4 separate regions of the Mus musculus genome follow, and regions 1, 2 and 3 are each linked to region 4. The links are chromatin contacts, called in public HiChIP or PLAC-seq and promoter capture Hi-C maps. All regions are on one chromosome and are shown on one strand. The core of a region is the stretch at or near the end of the contact, and the rest is flanking DNA. Distances in the headings are between cores, read along the strand shown. Region 1 holds the start of Uts2r (urotensin 2 receptor). Region 2 holds the start of Csnk1d (casein kinase 1, delta). Region 3 holds the start of Cd7 (CD7 antigen). Region 4 holds the start of Aspscr1 (alveolar soft part sarcoma chromosome region, candidate 1 (human)).

The links. HiChIP or PLAC-seq counts read pairs in DNA pulled down with a chosen protein or histone mark. Capture Hi-C pulls out chosen DNA fragments and counts their contacts.
Region 1: an H3K27ac HiChIP or PLAC-seq map of epiblast stem cells shows a contact between it and region 4, with 7 times the contacts expected there. The contact joins the promoter of Uts2r here to the promoter of Aspscr1 in region 4. A contact is called at or near these places in 1 of 39 promoter capture datasets (stem cell-derived epiblast-like cells), 1 of 115 datasets of contacts at active chromatin or transcription factors (epiblast stem cells) and 1 of 9 other capture datasets (pancreatic islet).
Region 2: an H3K27ac HiChIP or PLAC-seq map of microglia shows a contact between it and region 4, with 5 times the contacts expected there. The contact joins the promoter of Csnk1d here to the promoter of Aspscr1 in region 4. A contact is called at or near these places in 3 of 39 promoter capture datasets (liver, neutrophils and pre-B cells), 4 of 484 Hi-C or Micro-C datasets (CD4 T cells, embryonic stem cells and regulatory T cells), 7 of 115 datasets of contacts at active chromatin or transcription factors (the SCID.adh cell line, embryonic stem cells, epiblast stem cells and 4 more) and 2 of 9 other capture datasets (adipose tissue and embryonic stem cells).
Region 3: a promoter capture Hi-C map of liver shows a contact between it and region 4. The contact joins the promoter of Cd7 here to the promoter of Aspscr1 in region 4. A contact is called at or near these places in 4 of 39 promoter capture datasets (hippocampal neurons, liver, pre-B cells and 1 more), 2 of 115 datasets of contacts at active chromatin or transcription factors (pancreatic cancer cells and stem cell-derived neural progenitor cells) and 1 of 9 other capture datasets (liver).

Annotation. Positions count from the first base shown.
Region 1 is chr11:121,158,899-121,161,598 of GRCm38.p6, reverse strand. It overlaps Uts2r (urotensin 2 receptor), which reads right to left and starts at 1,328. Exons shown (of 1, transcript NM_145440.1): 1 at 1-1,328. The coding sequence starts at 1,287. The coding sequence ends at 130.
Region 2 is chr11:120,990,082-120,992,781 of GRCm38.p6, reverse strand. It overlaps Csnk1d (casein kinase 1, delta), which reads left to right and starts at 1,449. Exons shown (of 10, transcript NM_027874.2): 1 at 1,449-1,847. The coding sequence starts at 1,772. It overlaps LOC115486436 (a long non-coding RNA gene), which reads right to left and starts at 1,418. Exons shown (of 2, transcript XR_003949839.1): 1 at 1-1,418.
Region 3 is chr11:121,038,166-121,040,865 of GRCm38.p6, reverse strand. It overlaps Cd7 (CD7 antigen), which reads left to right and starts at 1,388. Exons shown (of 4, transcript NM_009854.2): 1 at 1,388-1,573; 2 at 2,516-2,700. The coding sequence starts at 1,501. All of the region lies in intron 1 of Gm11775 (a long non-coding RNA gene), which reads right to left.
Region 4 is chr11:120,671,524-120,674,223 of GRCm38.p6, reverse strand. Aspscr1 (alveolar soft part sarcoma chromosome region, candidate 1 (human)) reads right to left here and starts at 1,251. Exons shown (of 16, transcript NM_026877.2): 1 at 1,054-1,251; 2 at 129-184. The coding sequence starts at 1,155.

The sequences.
Region 1 (2,700 bases), core at 79-2,578, 490 kb before region 4:
CAGAGAAGAGGGGACTTTCCACAAGAAGACAGACAAGTGAGTTAGGTTTGAGTAGGGGATTCTGGGAATGGGTTCCTGAGTGGCCTGCCTTTGGGTCCTTTCCTACCCGCAGGGTCACACAAAGCACTCTCACACAAAGGCCCCATTAGGGGGAACTGGAGACAGCACGAGGGTCTCTGTGGCCTGTTGGCTGTTGGAGGACAGTGAGCGGCCCGAGTCCTGCTGGAGGTGGACACGGCTGGACAGGAAGCTGCCAGCACTCCCTGGGCCACGGCAACTGCTACCCAGTGACCGCTGGCGGCCACGCAGGTACTCACGGTAGTTCTTGGTGAGCAGAGTGTAGAGGAAGGGATTGATGCAGCTGTTGCCGTAAGTGAGGCAGGCAGTCAGGTAGTTGATGATGCGTGCAGTCTCGGGTGTCAGTGGCATGGCCTGGTGGTACTGGGCCAGCAGCTGCCATAGCCAGAAGGGCAGAAAGCATGCCCAGAAGAGAAGGACGATACCAAGGATGAGGTAGAGAACCCTGGGGTTGGGCAGCCGCCGTGTCTGCTTGAAGGAAGCTTGCTGGGATAGCCAATAGGCCCTGGCCAGACGGATATAGAGCAGCCCAATGACCAGGCCAGGCCCCACAATGCTGGTCCCAAAGAGCAGCGTCAGGTAGGTACGGTGGGCACGAGGGCCCCAGGCTGGCAGGCAGAGGCTCTTAGAGCCCCTACGGACCAGCCGGATGGCAAGCATCATGGGTAAGGTCAGCAGCAGTGCCAGCAACCAGGTGCCCAGCGCCAACAGCTTACGGTAACCCTTGGAGCGCTGGACGGTGTCCAGGGGCCTCAGTACTGCTGCATAGCGTTCACTGCTCATTATGGTCAGGGTGAAGATGCTGGCATGCATTGTCAGGAAGTCCAGGCTAAAGAGAACTCGGCAGCCCACGTCCCCGAAGTGCCAGTCCTTAGTGACGTAGGTGGCTACGATGAAGGGAATGCTCAGCAGATACAGCAGGTCAGCCAGGGCCAGGTTGACCACATAGACGTACATGGAGGCCGAGGCACGCAGAAATCGGCACATGACCACCAGAGTGTACACATTGCCCACCACGCCCACCACACCCATGGTTGAGAGCACTGCCCCGATGACACCGGTGGCCACAAGGTCTTGCAGGGAGCTGGGATCTGTTGGGCCAGTCCAGGAACTGTTGTGGGACACATTAAAGCCACCAGGAAGCTCAGACGCAGTGCTTCTGGACACGGCCAGCATGGGGAAGCTTGTAGACTCCAGGCTCAGCGCCATCTCTGTCCTCACCCTGGGCTTCTGGTGGAAGGACCACTGCTCGGTGAGGAGAACCCGTGGGGAACTTGTCCTGTGGGAGAAGATTAGTGTCAGAGATTCAAAGCTGCAACCTACTTCCATGCCCTAACAGCCTCTGTGAAGGACAGAGTCACTGTCCCTCTGCAGAGAGACAAAGGCTCACCAAGTCCTGTCTCCTGTTGGAACCCTCCAAAGAATCCCTTTTGTGTCAACTACCCAGGAGGACCCTAGAGCCATTAGGACCCGCTGTCCCCAGGACACTCCTCCAGCAGAACTGCAAGTCACACCCAAAAGCTTCTTCTAAAAAGTTGACCACAGTGAGGTGTAGGTCAGAGTAGGCAAAGTTAAGGACGCTAAGTTCTGGCTTCACAACCTCAGATAGAGCCCCATTTCCCATTTTATGTTACGCACATGCTTAAAAAAATGATTTCTTCCAATCACAAAAGCAACAGCTAGACTGGGCTTAAAGGTTCAGATAGAAAAATAGGTAAAAGAAAGGCCTTTGGATTTCCTTTTTTTTTTTTAAGGAAATGGGCCTGCACCCCTGCCTCACATTCCGTACTCAGTGGTGGAGGGCAGTCGATCAAAAGCAGGTAGAAGAAAACAGTATGTGCCATGCCAGGAAGATGGTTATTGTTGTGTGGTGTGCATGTGTGAGTGATTGTGTACATGTGTGCATGCCACAGTGATCATGTGGAGGTCAGAGGGCAAGCTTTGGATATTGGTTCTTTCCTTCTTTCCCATGCAGGTCTCCAGGCTCTAACTCATGCCATCTGTCCTGGAGGCAGGTGTTCTCACCCACTGAGCCACCTTACCAGTCCTCTTACCCTCAAATGACTAAAAAAACCAAAAACCAAAAACCAAACCCACAAAGTCTCACTATGTAGCCCTAGCTGGCTGGGAACTCTCTATGTAGACCAAAAGATTCTGCTTAAGTGTGCACCATGCCTGGCTTTTTTTTTTTTTTTTTTTTTTGAGAAAGTATAGGTTCTCTCTCTCTCTCTCTCTCTCTCTCTCTCTCTCTCTCTCTCTCTCTCTCTCTGTGTGTGTGTGATTTATTTAATATGTATGAGTGTCTTGACCTCACAAATGTATATACACCACATACATGCCTGGTACCCTCTGGGTCCAGAAGAGAATATCAGATATCTCGTAGTTGGAGTTACAGATGGTTGAAAGCTACCATGTGGTTGCGGGAAACCACACCCAGGTCTTCTGCAATAGCAGCAGGTGCTCTTAATCACTGAGCGATCTCTCTAGCTCCAGGTAAAGATTACTAAAAAAAACAAAACAAAACAAACAAACAAAAAAAAAACAACAACAAAAACCTTCTTAGCGTTGGAGAGATCACTTGCTGCTCTTGCAGGGGAACTGGGTTCAATTCCTAGCATCCAC
Region 2 (2,700 bases), core at 200-2,699, 320 kb before region 4:
GCAGCAAGAACTTTGGTCACTTTATCAGCTGACTGTCCTGTATACAAGTAATAAGAAGGGTGTGCAGAGCCCTAGGCACGCAGCAGCTCACACCCTCGGCTCTCTATTCCAGACAGAGCAGGTGCTCCCAGAGGGAAGACCGCTAGGCAAAGATCAGGCCCGAGGTTGGTAAGAGAGAGGTTAGGCCAGATACCAGGTTTGCTGTTTTCAGTTCAATATAGGGGCTTCTCAGATGAAGTTAGGTATTGTTCATCAACAGAAAAAAAATTATACTTGAATTCTGTCAGTAAGATTATTTTTACTAGTTTGGCCGCATCTGGCTCTGACTCCTGGACTAAAAAGCTAGGCAGTTCCCATACCTGCCGCTCAGTGACCACTGGTTTCAGTTTGCCTTGTGGTGTCTTCTGTCTCCGGCTGTGTAATGCTCCCCAACCTGACTGCCAACTGTGTGCAGGCAGGCACTGCAGGACCACCAAAAGGAAGGGTGGTGGAGCTGGGAGACTAGAAGACATGTCAGCTCCACGTGCTTCTGCAGGGCTGCTGAGTTGTCATGCAGCGTGATACCCTGTGCAGATGCTACGGGTGCTAGCTGACCAAATAGAAGCATTACACTCATCTGTGACTCTCGTGTTTCTGGCTGGGTGAGAGTGGGCCTAGAAAAGCATCTATTTGGAAGGTTGTCCCCTCCTGGTTAGGGGGCACCTCCTGTGTGGTAGCTCCTCCAGAGTCCCTCCTCAGTGGTCAGAATGGACAGCCAAGTCTTGGAAGCTGGCCGTCAGCCTGAACTTCAGAATTCATGTTTGTGTTTGCCAGGGGAACATGCAGATCCAATGCAGACCAGATAAAAATGTTGACTCTCTCTCCAGGCAGACAGCCCTGGAGAGCGATCAGAGTCTGAGACATACCCTCTACACCCTCAGTGAACTCAACACTGACCTTCCTGCCCACAGTGGGTCCCAGGAAGACCTCTTTTCTTCCACCCTTGTGTGCAAGAAGCTGGCAGGCAGCAGCAGGCACGTTTTGCACCATTCAAAGCCCACAACTGGTGATTCCTACAAAAGCTAACTGTCTACCTGTGATCTCAGAGCTAGGCCTGGACCGCCCTCTCTGCCCTTTTCCCCTATCTGTAAAGGGCCTTTCCCGGGGTCTACAAAAGGAACTGCTATTCGGCTTCTCTCTGCCTGTTTAGGGGCAGGGTCGCTATAGCCCAGGCTGGTCTCGAACTCCCAAGGGCTGGAACTACAGGCATTTCTTACCACACATGGCTTAGCTTCCTCGGACTTCTATTGGAGACAAATGGGAAGACCAAAGAGACCAGCTGGAGTCATCCTGCGGGAACGGTGGACACTGGGACAGAGAAACAGGCCTGGTTGCGACTGCGCAATCCATCAAGTAGCCAAGCCCCGCCCCCGAGCACGGTGGCCCCGCCCCCTTGGGTTGCTAGGGGAAGTGACGTCACAGCGCGATGGCGGCGGCTCCTTTAGGCAGCTGAAGGGGGATTTAGGCCCGGAAGATCCGAGTCCATCCGCGGCGGGGAGAGGGCGAGCGGGGCCGGCAAGGGCCGGAGCAGCGGCGGCGGCGCTCGGACTGTCCCATCCGCCCCGTATTGAGGCGCTGAGAGCGACGGGGCGACCGGAAAGCGATGGTGAAAGCGGGGCCGTGAGGGGGGCGGAGTCGGACCGGACCCGCAGTAGCGGCAGCAGCGGCGCCGCCTCCCGGAGCGCAGACCCAGGAAGCGGCCGGGCGGGCAGTAGCGAGCCGCACCGCTGCCATGGAGCTGAGGGTCGGGAACAGGTACCGACTGGGCCGCAAGATCGGCAGCGGCTCCTTCGGAGACATCTATCTCGGTGAGGCCCGGCGCCATCGAGCGCCCGGGGGCCTTGCGGATCGGCGGGCGGGGTCCCCGGCAGGCCGAGGCCTGCGGAGGGCCGGAGTGGACGTTCGGCATCCCCGCAGCCGAGGGCCCGGGCACCGGCCTCGGCCAGACACCAACGGCCGCTGTGCGAGCGCGGCCGGGGGGCTGGGCGCGGCGCGGCGGGTCGGGGTGGGGTGCGGGGAAGGGCTGGAAGGACAGGCCGGTCTTGGGGACTGCAGGCCGGGGGGCAGAGCTCGGAGCGTGTCTGGGGATGGTCGGGGACCCGGGAGAGGAAGAAGGAGGCCTAGAGGCGGGGGCCAGCGGGCCTCGGTGGTGGGGTGTCAGAGGGCGTGGGAAAAGGACTGGGGGCGGGGGCCGGGGGGGGACAGCGGGGAGGGGGAGGGGAGAGCGGGGCAGGGGAGGGCAGCAGGCTGGGGGTGGGGCCCGGAGGGGGCAGGGCCTGGGCCGGGCGTCAGCATCCTCCCCCACCTAAGGTCACCGCAGTAAACAAAGGCCATGCTCTGCTCCGCCAAGGGTCTGGTGCTGTTCCTCAGCTCTGCAGTGGCGTCCTGGATGTTTTCATGTGTGGGGGAGAAATGTCAAAATAAGCCAGATGTAGTGTGGAGGTGGGGAGTGTCCCGGTCAGAAATGGGGGAAACGACCGGCTGATTTCTGAGGGTTCTTGGAGCAGTCTGGGCCTGCTCTTTTCCACAATGGCATCTCCACTTAGCTGACCCGCTAAAGGGATCACCCATAGCCTCCTGGCTGCCACTCTCCTCCAAATCAGGACTGAAAATGTTCCCTGTGCCTGGCCTGAAAGGCCTTGGTTTGGTTGGGGTCTTGAG
Region 3 (2,700 bases), core at 139-2,638, 370 kb before region 4:
CCGAGCTAAAGACGCTGCCTGGTGAGCTGGAGAGATGGCCCAGTGGAGAAGACCCTGCCTGATGACAGTGGCCTCCAGAGTCACAACCACAGTGCATCTGATGCTACCGCCCAGCACCCAGATGCACAGAGTCTGTGCCTCTTCAATCAAAATAAATGCACTGGGGTTTGGGTCATCACCTCCTCCTGGAGCCCTGGAGCCCTTAGGCACAGCCCATAGGGCCCTGTGTGTCTATGATCTCTGAAACTTGAGGCATGGTGCCCCAAACAGTCAAAAGTGTCGATGCACGAAGACCACATCAAGGTCAGCCCTGCAGAGGTGGCAGCACTCCAGTCCATGTGCCCCTGGTGTGGCCACGGGCATCCTAGGAAGGAGACTAGGTCTAGGTCTTTGACTGTTCTTACTTCCCTGTAAAGTCTGTCTTTCCATGAACTTCTCCCCTGGGGGCTAGGTGCTGATTTCTTTACTGCCCACCTGACCCAGCTCCCCTCGTATTTCTCTCCAATATTCTCAGGCTGCACAGTTCCATACCTGCTGTCCCTGTGTTACCACAGGTGACCTGTCCCTCCCCAACCCTTTGTTCCTAAAATCTTCCAACTTTGACCTTCCTTTACCTGAGTCCCTCTCCCATGTGCCCTCAAGTACCCCGCATGGCACCCCTGTCTACACCATAGCATTCCAAACCCACCTACAGGGGGAGCATCTTCCCCCTTAGAGTAGGACCCCGGAGGAACTGCTTTGAGTCCCTATGTGACACTGTACACACACACACACACAAACTCACCCCTCAGTGTGACACACTGGCTCTGGTACCAGCAATAAAACTCATGGTTGACAAGAGTCCTAGCTCTCCCCCAACCTGGGAACCAGACACAGGGCCCTCGGTTTTGTCCCAGAAGGCAGATTGCTATTGAAGGGGCTCCTAGCCGCCCTTTGGCCTAGCAGATCTGGCTCAATCATGCTTCTAAGGAAGGATCACCCAGGCCGCCAAGGCAACCACAGCCAAGGCTACTGGGTATGCTGTGTCAGGCTGAAACCCCAGTGTGTCCAGACAACAGGTGAGACCACAGACCTGAACACATCCCAGCAGAAAATGACACAAAAGACCAGAGGAAACTTCAACTCCCTCCCGGCCTCTAAACCTTTAAGTCCCTCTAATTTTTCTTCCAGGTTACAGGACTAGTTCTTATTTCTTCTTCCTCTTGACGTCTCCTGTGGAGACTCTTGGTTAAAGATGATAAAGATGTGGGCCAGCCAACCAGCCAGGGAGGACAGTTGGGGTCAGGTGGCTTCCTCCACCTGGCTTGTTGTGTTCCCTGCCCACCAAGCTCCACCTTCATCTTCAGGAAGCCCTCCCTCGGAGCTTCACCACCAATCGCATTGAACTGCCACACCCCTGTTTCTTCCTCTCAGGGTTTTTGGTGTGAACTTTCACAGTGCTCAGTAATGTGTTGTAGCCAGAGTGGCTGATTTGGCTCAGATCACCTGGATTTGGGCGTCATGACTCAGCAGGCAGTGCTGGCTTTGCTGCTTACACTGGCCGGAATCCTGCCTGGCCCCCTGGATGCCCAAGGTAAGCATCCCTGTAGCAGGGCTCCCAGAGAGCATCTCACACACCCACCTGGGGAAGGGTTGGCCCTGACTTGACTTCCCCAAGTCTTAGTCTTAGACCTGGAATAGTCCCAGCTCCGTGGAAAAGCAGAGACTTGAAAGCTTTAGTTTACAGGACTAACATCTACCCTTGGTGCTTGTGAGAACTGTGTTCTTCAGTTCCCTTTCAGAGCAGCTGTCTGTGGGAAGTCTTGTGGTAAGGTGTAAAAGATCTACAATAAGATTATGGGAGGCTCAGGCTCCCAGGCACAATTCTTGTGCAAAACCAGCATAGTGTTCATTCTGTGAGATGCTGAGGTTTGTACTCAGTCTTGCCTACAGGAAAGTGGGTGGTGTGGGTGCCAGGCACGGCAAACGGGGCTGGAATCTGAAAGAGTGAGTATCCCATGAACAAGTCAACATGTGCCCCTTGCGCAGAGCCACAGGCTCTGGATGCCTAGAAATGATGGGGGGAAGGAGGGTGATGAAGAAACCAGCATCGGAAAGAGTAGGCAAAGAGGAGATAGGACTATGGCTGTCTGGGAGTGACTGACTCACTTAAAAGAGAAAGAAAGAGTACAGCCAGGGTGGGGAGTAGTCAAAAGGGAAGTCCTTGTGTTGAGATGCAACAAAGTTGCCAAGTTCCTATAGCATTTCTGCAGAGAGGGGTGTGATGGAGGAGGCATCTCACAGGAATACAAAATGGGAGAAAGAAACCTGGAGGTGTAGAGAGTGCAGCCCCTGTGCACAGCAAAATGAGACAGCATGTGTGAGCATGCGGGTGCGGGTGCTGTGAGAGATGCTCAAGAGTGTGCAAGGACATACATGAATGTAGGATCTGTGGAGCCTCTGAGATACGTGTTAGCGTGTTTGAGTCACCGTGTGCTGTGCGCCAGCTTGGTGCTAACTGGCTGGTTCTTCACAGACGTACACCAGTCCCCCCGACTCACGATTGCCTCTGAGGGGGATTCTGTCAACATCACCTGCTCTACAAGAGGGCACCTGGAAGGGATCTTAATGAAGAAGATCTGGCCTCAGGCTTACAATGTGATTTACTTTGAAGACCGGCAGGAGCCCACAGTAGACAGGACCTTCTCAGGCCGAATTAAT
Region 4 (2,700 bases), core at 2-2,501:
AACTGGGCAAGGATAAACTTCTGTTGTATTAAAGTACCTATGGGGGCGCTTCTAAGGCAGAGATAGTATGTGTTGAGAAAAGGACCAGGTAGACTGAGAAGCCCACAGCTGAGTCCAAGCAAACTCACTTCAGGTCGTATTCACTGGGGTTGAAGTCTTGCCGCCGGCATGTGTCTTCTAGTACCTGTGGGACAAATGATCGGTAAAACCTACCTCAACTGATAGTAGGCGCACTGGCCAGCCCACCAAACATCTCACTCACCAGCTCCAAGCAAACTACATGCAAATCCTGTCTACTCTCTCCCCTCCTACTGGGGACCCATTATTGACTTAATCCTCCAACTATGGCCTAGCCTGTCCACCCCTGGTCCCATGTTCTAGGCTCTGCGAGGCCTCTAGCCACAAATAATAATCTGCCTTACTGAACTTTGTGTCCACGGCCACTCTGTGGCCCGGCAGTCTTTGTGCAACTGCTGCATGACCAGAACCCTCCTCTACATGAGCGCAGCTCCAAATGGAGGTCACTCTGTATGGCCCTGCCACAGATATGAATCGTGTACGCCTTTGTAACCTAACAACAGAGGTTTAATAAGCAGGTGTAATTCATACGAGGTCACAAACAGCAACAATCAAAAGCCGTGAGTGACTTAGCAAAATTCACTTCCGGGAACACAGGCCCTAGGGTCCGGAGGGACGCCCCTGAGCTGAGCAGGAAGGAACGCCACTCTTCCCGGTGACCGAGAAGGCTGGATTCGGACAAGCGCCGAAGATTCTGGGGCTCGCAAGGCTCGACCCTGTTAGTGGGGTCCACCCCACCGTGCTCAGCAAACGCGCCTCCAAGTATCCCGCCCCGCCCCCGGGACCCAGATCTAGAGGATGGGGCGGACAGCCGCGCGAAAGGCGCTCATTGGCTGCCTCAGGCCCCGCCCACCGGGACCCGGTCCCGCCCTACCGCCCTAGGAGCAACCGCAGGGGCGGGCCCTGATGCGGCGACCCCGGGCGGCCCGCGGGTCCACCCATCCGCCCGTTCCCCACCCGGGCCGGCGGCCGCACCTGCAGCAGCACGGTGCTCGGCGTCACCTTCACCGTGTGGCGCCGCCCGTTTGGGGCCAGCACCGACACCGCGGAGCCCCCGCCGCCCGCCGGGGCCGCCATCTTCCGCTCACGTGACCGCAGCCGGCTCGCCTCAAACAACTTTATCCGCAACAGCCCGGACGCACAGCCACGCGGTCTCGGGGGCGGGGCCAACTCGCTTCCGGGCCCGCCCCCGGCGCTCTGGCTCTGCTTTGCTATTAGGCAGCCTGATGGCGTCCCGACGGCGCGGACCAAAGGCACCTCCCTGGAAGGAGCACAGTTCTGTCAGGGACATTGTTTCTTCATCCGGAGGCACGTGTTCCTGGGAACCTCCAAGCTCTGGGGGCTGCCTGCAAGAAAGCTATGCTGCCTGGGGCCAGCCTGGGGCCCACAGCTACCTGTCTGTCACCAAGTACTGGGTATGCGCACACCAGAGTTAGCCTTTGTACCTACTCCGTTAAGTACTGATCCTGCCTCCCTTCTCAAGTGTTCCTGTGATCATCATCGTCACATGGCGACAACCTTTTAGAAAAATATTTTATTGAGACTGATGTGGTAATGCAAGCCTTTAATCCCAGTATGTTGGAGGCAAAAACAGATCCCTGAGTTCAAGACCAGCCTGGTCTACAGAGCAACAGTCTTCCAGGACAACCACGGCTACCCAGAGAAACCCTGTCTTGAAAAAATAACAACAACAATAATAATAAAGTTATATTTTATGTGTTTTTTTTTTATTGTGTGTCTGTGGAAGAGCAGGTACAGGCATGCTATGGTACCTGTGTGCATTGTCAGCGAACTTGCCTGTTCCCTCCTTCCACCTTGTGGGACTGAGGGATTCATTTGAGGTTACCAGGCTTGGTGGCACTTTTACTTGCTGAGCCATCTTGTTGACTTCAGGCCCTCTCTTAGCTTGTCACCATGACTTCAAGGAGAATGCTTTGCCTATGGTCCTTGGGATTGTTGTAAAAATCTCCAAATCTGACTGGAGAAGCTGGTATACAGCATCTGTGTCACACGTGTGTATTGACAAACATGGGGAAAAGAATGGGAAGAGTTTGCGTGTTCTATGCAACCTTAGACCCTCACTGTGCTGCCCACCTTCCCGGGTCCCCTTTGGTTTTCTTCCTTTCTTTTTTACACACTAGCATTTAAAACAAAACCTCACAAACCCTCAAGTCTGTTTTCTTTCAACTGTCCCACTGTTAGAATCCTCTGGCAGAACATTTAGAGAGGTGCAGTGAGAAAAATGGACAGCCATCAAGAGATACAGATTGTTCTGAAAGTGAGCATGTGAAATTTGACCATGGTCAGGCTCAAGTTAAAGTCGGAATCCTCCATAATCAAGGTCCCTCTTTCCTTGGGTAGTAAATTAGTCAGCTATAGGCTAATTCTTTAAGACTACAATGCCATGTTTTTTTTTTTTTCTTCCCACATTTATTATGCAACAGTTTTAACACCAATTGATGAATGAGTTTTTTTTATTTATTTCCTTGACAGTTGTCCGGGCTAGTTTTATGTCAACTTGACACAAGCTAGAGTCATCGGAAAGAAGGAAACCTCAAATGAGAAAATAACTCCACAAGATCTGGCTGTGGGGCATTTTTCTTAATTAGTGATTGATGTGGG